Linked DNA regions of Sus scrofa: region 1 is linked to region 2. Evidence: chromatin contacts called from public Hi-C data. All regions are on one chromosome and are shown on one strand. The core of a region is the stretch at or near the end of the contact, and the rest is flanking DNA. Distances in the headings are between cores, read along the strand shown. Region 1 overlaps ZNF704 (zinc finger protein 704). Region 2 overlaps PAG1 (phosphoprotein associated with glycosphingolipid-enriched microdomains 1).

Evidence for each region. A called contact is a pair of places that touch in the nucleus more often than the background predicts.
Region 1: a contact with region 2 is called in a Hi-C map of skeletal muscle, with 3 times the contacts expected there. A contact is called at or near these places in 1 of 5 promoter capture datasets (liver), 18 of 47 Hi-C or Micro-C datasets (alveolar macrophages, brain, embryonic fibroblasts and 11 more) and 1 of 2 datasets of targeted methods (skeletal muscle).

Annotation. Positions count from the first base shown.
Region 1 is chr4:55,956,739-55,960,027 of Sscrofa11.1, forward strand. It overlaps ZNF704 (zinc finger protein 704), which reads left to right. Exons shown (of 9, transcript XM_021089176.1): 4 at 1,369-1,601. Among named protein-coding and RNA genes, the nearest start is that of ZBTB10, 220 kb to the right of the region's middle.
Region 2 is chr4:55,592,057-55,595,329 of Sscrofa11.1, forward strand. PAG1 (phosphoprotein associated with glycosphingolipid-enriched microdomains 1) reads left to right here. Exons shown (of 9, transcript XM_021089173.1): 5 at 1,650-1,701; 6 at 3,253-3,273. Among named protein-coding and RNA genes, the nearest start is that of PAG1, 140 kb to the left of the region's middle.

The DNA.
Region 1 (3,289 bases), core at 188-2,687, 360 kb after region 2:
CTCCTTGTAGTTAGAATATAGTTTTAATATATTCAAGAGGCACATTAATATGGAGGAGAAATTATCCTAAAAGCAAGCTGAATTTATACAAATGCTAATTAAGATTGGGCATTTTATAAAGTAAAGCAAATCTTCAGTGATTAAAGGAGCCTCCTGAAGGTATTCCAACTGGGCAAAGATCTATCTACATTAGCAAGCATTTCATCATGTTTTTCCCCACAAGTGGAAAGGTGAAATTCAATACCAGTCTTGTCAGTAATTATTGCCAATAAATCCTCATCCGATCTCAGCTTTGCCAGGGAGAAAGGAGGATACTAACAGCACAAGTGCCTGCACTGGAGGAGAAAAAGTTCAACTGGTAGACCAGGGTTTGGGGCTCTGGCCCATGTGGGTTATGTACTAGTCATAGTCAAGTGGCAAGTCCCAACTTCTTGGTACCTCAGGGTCCTCATCTGTGAAATGGGCATGATAATCCTTACTCCGAAAGATAGATATTGTGAGAATGCATGAGATTGTGTGAATAAACTTTTTAAGACATAAAACCCCCACCAAATGTAAGGCAGTGTTATTTCAGGAGAGTAAATGGCTTTTGGTGACTAATCAGAAAGGATTTCTCTTAGGTTCTTAAATCTTAGACTAGTTTTTTCTATAAGCATAGTCTAAGGGTCATGGTCCTATAAGAGATAACTTTTAAAAAGTTAAAATGCTGAGTTGGAGGGGGTGAGTAGGAGGATCCACAAATAGGACACATAATTTCTCCCTTAGAAATGCAGTATAGGGAGTTCCCATTGTGACCAGAGGTTAACCATCCCGGCTAGTATCCATGAGGATGCGGGTTCGATCCCTGGCCTCTTTCAGTGGTTAAGGATACAGCATTGCTGTGGCTGTGGCATAGGCCAGGCAGCTACAGCTCCGATTCCACCCCTAGCCTGGGAGCCTCCATATGCTGCTGGAGCGTCCCTAAAAGAAACAAACAAACAAAAACAAAAACAATATATAAACGCTGATCTTCCCAAACCTAGTGAATCTACACATCTTTCTTTTCCTTGTTTTCATGTAATCTCCACTATCATCCTAAAGAACAAGCGTGGCACAAGGCCCATCAGAAAACTCTTGGAAAAAACCTGTTATGTGATTAAAATAAATGTTTATAAATTATAATGTGACCTCTTTTTTGGAGGTATAGAGTATAACATACATACTCAGCTGGTGCAAATTACTCAGAGGGCTGTAGGCGCTATCATCAGCGTCTAGAATCCAGGACCCCGTCTCCCACCCTGAAATCCCACCACCCCTGCCCCGCCCCCGCCCCCTGGGCTCCGGGTGTCCCTAACTGAGTACTGACGCGGAGCTTGTGTGCGCGGACAGAGGGCCTGAGTGGATCCTGGAAGGAGGGGAGCGGCGTGCCTTCCAGCACCAGCAGCAGCGGCTACTGGAGCTGGAGCGCCCCCAGCGACCAGTCCAACCCGTCCACGCCGTCGCCGCCCCTGTCCGCCGACAGCTTCAAGCCCTTCCGCAGCCCCGCGCCCACGGACGACGGCATCGACGAGGCGGAGGCCAGCAACCTTCTCTTTGACGAGCCCATTCCCAGGAAACGAAAGGTGGGTTTGGGGTTTTCACTGCAGAAATGTGCTTTCCATCTGCCTTCCAAAGGCGGCTCCGAGCCTGGGTGGTGATTCTGGCCCTTCTCCCCACGCCCCTTTTGATCAACAGAAGCAGCCTCTGTTCCCCTCTTAAGATTCTTTGACGTTTCAAAATAAATTAAGGGTCATGACTAAAGACAGATATAAAAGACTAAAACACCGATATGTTTCTGCCGCTGTCTTCCAGATACACCTTCCACCACCCCAGTCCCATCCCTTTCCCTGGTTCTAAGTTGCTGCTCTGGTGTAAGAGTTAACATCAGGAAACCTGGCACTTACCAGTATTTGGAAGTTAAAAAAAAATTGGACTTCAGGCTTGGTTTGGTAATTAACTCATTCTCTTGGTGGGGACTTAACTTTTTCATCTGTAAAATAAAATTAATGTTTTTCTCTTTTCTGCTTCACTGAGCCCTGAAAGGTTGTTGGAAAGAATATTTTGCATCTTTATAAAACCAGATTGAAATACACATGAAAGCTAACATATAAACATATGTAGTACCTACATACCCCAAATTATGTATTCATTACATTAGGTGTGAAATAAGGAGATCTAATGAATTGACTTAATCAATTAAGCGGTTACATTTTAATATTTTATTATTTTTAATGATTTTTATTTTTTCCATTATAGTTGTTTTACAGTGTTCTGTCAGTTTTCCACTGTACAGCCAAGTGACCTAGCCTCACACACACACACATTCTTTTTCTCACATTATCCTCCATCATGTTCCATCACAAGTGACTAGATATAGTTCACAGTGCTATACAGCAGGATCTCATTGCTTATTCTTTCCAAATGCAATAGTTTACATCTGTTAACCCCAAGCTCCCAGTCTATCCCACTCCCTCCTCCTCCCCCTTGGCAACTGAAAGTCTGTTCTCCGAGTCCATGAGTTTCTTCTCTGCAGAAAGATTCATTTGTGCAGTATATTAGATTCCAGATATAAGTGGTATCTTATGGTTTTTTGTCTTTCTCTTTCTGACTTAATTCACTTAATATGAGAGTCTCTGGCTCCATCCACCTTGCTGCAAATGGCATTGTCTTACTCTTTTTTATGGCTGGGTAGTATTCCATAGTATATATGTACCACATCTTAATCCATTCATCTGTCGATGGTTACATTTTTAGTTAATCCTCGAAGTAGTCCTATACAGTGAGTTTTATTTTCCCATCTTGATGAGGAGATTAAGGACCAGGGAGGTTATTATACATTCAACTCACCTCTGTCATGCAGGTTAAAAAGGGCCACCATTCCAACCCAGGTCTGCCGGAACCGGAAGCTCATATTCTTTTCATTCTTCCCACATACATTTAAATTATTATGTTCACTCACAATTTTTTAAAGTGTTTCTACTTCATAAAGAAATACTACTGCTATATCCAAAACACTTTTTAACTTTATTTTTTAAATTTCCATATAAATATGAAACATTTTATTACATATTAATTTTTTGATTTGCAGTTGGTACCTTTATTATTAATGATTATTCACCAACAAAAATCCAAAGAAAACCCTGAGGAGGGAGTTCCTGTTGTGGCTCACTGGTAAGGATCTCTAGTAGCATCCATGAGGACACGGGTTTGATCCCTGTCCTCACTCAGTGGGTCAAGGATCCGGCGTTGCTGTAAGCTGTGGTATAGGTCT
Region 2 (3,273 bases), core at 470-2,969:
GGTGTAGGCTGGCAGCTGTAGCTCTGATTTGACCCCTAGCCTGGGAACCTCCATATGCTGCAGGTACAGCCCTAAAAAGACCAAAAAAAAAAAAAAAAAAAAATTAGCTGACTTCTCAGCCGCAAAGGGGCCTTGGACACTTTTTATTAGTTCAATGAAAAACCATATTTGATTTTGCTGGGGAGCAGTCAGAAGAGCCCTGTAGATGAAACTTCCCAGGAGGAAATTTTTGCTCTTCCTGATCAGAATTTATGTTGTTTTTTCCCATCTGTGGGCATTTGGAAATCTAAGACATTTAAATCTAAATCTTAATGTGCATTAAAGACACTGTTTTTGCTGCCCCTTGAGAATTACTGAGAATTTTCGTTGCTGCGTGGCTTTGGAGGGATCATTTTGTGAAAGGTTTGTAATCTAGAATTGCAGTTAAGAAAGATCTGTTTTCCGAAAAGACACTCTGTGTATAAATGCTCATCTTGTCTTTTTTTTTTTTAGAATTATACTCTCTCTCTCCCCTCCTCCCCCTTTCCTCCTCCCCTCCCCCTTCCCTCCTCCCCTCTTTGATTCTCTCATATAAAATGTATCCCGCTGCCAAAAAAAAAAAAAAGAGGTATTTTCTTGGAGAGGAGTAAAATCTTTTCTGACCAGGAGTGATTTTCCAGGTGTTCAGACATTGTTAGCAGCATGCGCAGCCCTCTTCCAGCCTCTTTCTCAATAACCTTGGAAGAGACCTGACGATTGCCATTTAAAAACTGGAGGTGAAAAAAATAAAAAAATAAAAACTGGACTTGGATGTCTGGATGTGGCTTCCAGCCCTAAGGTCTCTGTCCAGAGGGGAAAATCCGGACTTTCTGAACTCAAGTAGCCTCAGAAACCCTGCCTGGTTTGGACCCAGGCTTCCAGGGTGGGGACAGAGTCTGACTTGGCCAGGAAGCTGAAGAAATAAGAGTCTCCTTCTAGTGCAGTGTTCCCTCCCCTGCGCCTGGGAGCGCCTGCCTCTGCAATCATTTACATGCCCACTAGGTGTCACTGTTGCCTTATACATCAATGGGAGACGCACCCTCTCCTCCTGATGGCTTGCTTTAGCCTGTCCCAAGTAAAAATAAATTCTATTTTTACTCGATGGACTTTTCCATAAACTGGAAGTACTTATGACTCATCCTGAGAGCATGTACCCTTCTCAACACGCCAAAAGTTGTATTTTCTTTATTTTCACCATCTCATCCCAGTGTGTGACTTTGCAGAGACTGAATTAAGAAAAATGAAGAGACGAGAATTGTCCAGATTTCCTTAAAAAAAAAAAAGAAAAAGAAAGAAAGAAAAACTCATTCTAGTATTCTAGATATAAACAGTTTCCAGTCAGGAAACTTCCCCAGTTCTCTCCTTAACTTGTATTTTCTACTCTTGGAGGAAAGGGAGGGCGAGAGAGGTGACCAGCCCTTCGTGGGGACGTGACCCCCTCCCCCTCCAACCCGCTGCCTGCAGAGGAGGGGCAGCGAAAATTGTCTGGCTTCGGCTTCCTTGGCAAAATAAACTGGGTTCTTAAAAGGGAGATTTAAATGTTGATAAAAGTTCGGATCGGAAAGGGGAGCATATGTTTGATCTCAGATGGCAAGGAGGATGTCCCAGCGACGTTTCCTTTTCTGTTTCAGAGAAAAGAAGCCAAGACAGCACAGCGGGGACCACGAGAATCTGATGAATGTGGTGAGCCCATGTGTGCATGTCTGCCTCTGTGTGTGTGTGTTTTAAAGCATCAGCCACTTACCTCGGCCCATCCCTACAGGCTTAGGACCTGAAGGAAACCAGGAAAGGAACTCAGCTGGAGTTAACTGTCTGCCTGGGCTGTGTCCTCCTTCTGTAGGTTTATATTCACCGTGGCTAGAGGCCTGTGCCATTGGCCAGGTTTTTAGGAATTTCTGAAACATATGCACTTGTGCCCCTTCTGGAAAGATCTTCAAATGCCTCCAGCCTACCACAGGGATGTTCTGGTTTGCCTCTGCCCAGCTCCAGCCTGAGTGTGTTAGTCGGCCAGGGCTGTAGTAACAAAGGACCACAAACTGAGTGGCTTAAGTAAGAAATGTATCACCTCACATTTCTGGAGGCTAGAAATTTGAGATCAGGGTGGTGGCGGGGTTCCTCCTGAGAGCTACCATGGCAAATCCTTTCTGGGCCACTCTCCTAGCTTCTAGTGGTCAGCTGGCAGTTCCAGCGATGCTGGGTTTCTGTGTTCACTCTCACATGGCTTTCTCCGTGTCACTCTTCATACCATCTTCCCCTTCTGCATGTATTCCCTCTCTGAGTTCCCCTTGGAGCCTCACAAAAAAAGAGCCTCACCTTCACCAGTCTCATCTGCAACGATCCTATTTCCAAATAAGGTCAATTCTAAGGTTTGGGGGGCCAGGACTTACGGATAGAAATTGGGGGAGGGTACAAGTCAACCCATGACATTGGATGGTGGCTTTGGAAGATTCTCAAGACCTTTAAAATTTTAGGACAGCCCTAGGAGTTCCCGCCATGGCTCAGTGGTAATGAACCCAACTAGGATCCATGAGGATGCGGGTTAGATCCCTGGCCTTGCTTAGTGGGTTAAGATTTCAGCATTGCCCTGAGCTGTGGTGTAGGTTGCAGACGCGGCTCGGATCTTGCATTGCTGTGGCTGTGGTGTAGGCTGGCAGCTGTACCTCTGATTTGACCCCTAATCTGGGAACTTCCATATGCCGCAGGTGCGGCCCTAAAAAGACAAAAAGAAGACAGAACAGCCCTGTCCAACAGAACCTTCTACCAGGATGGACGTGTTCTGTAGCTGGAGGAGATCCGGCAACCACTGTCCCCATGGGGCTATTGAGCACGTAGTATGTGACTAGTACAGCTAAGGAACTTGAGGTTATTTCATTTCTCTTAATTTAAATCTAAGCGGGAGTAACCATTGTGGCACAGTGGAAACGAATCTAGCTAGGCTCCGTGAGGATGTGGGTTCCATCCCTGGCCTCGCTTAGTGGGTCAGGGATCAGGTGTTGCCGTGAGCTGTGGTGTAGGTCACAGATGCAGCTTGGATGCCGCATTGCTGTGGCTGTGGCATAGCCCGGCAGCTGCAGCTCCAATTTCACCCCTAGCCTGGAAACCTCCATATGCCGCACCTGCAGCCCTAAAAAGCAAAAAAAAGAAAAAAAAAAAAAAAAAAGGAAAAAAAGAAAAAGCCATGGCTGTTCCCTTCTGCCACATAGTCTGATTCTGTTGGCATTTTTGTTTTCGCAGCCTTCTGACAAGGAGATGTTC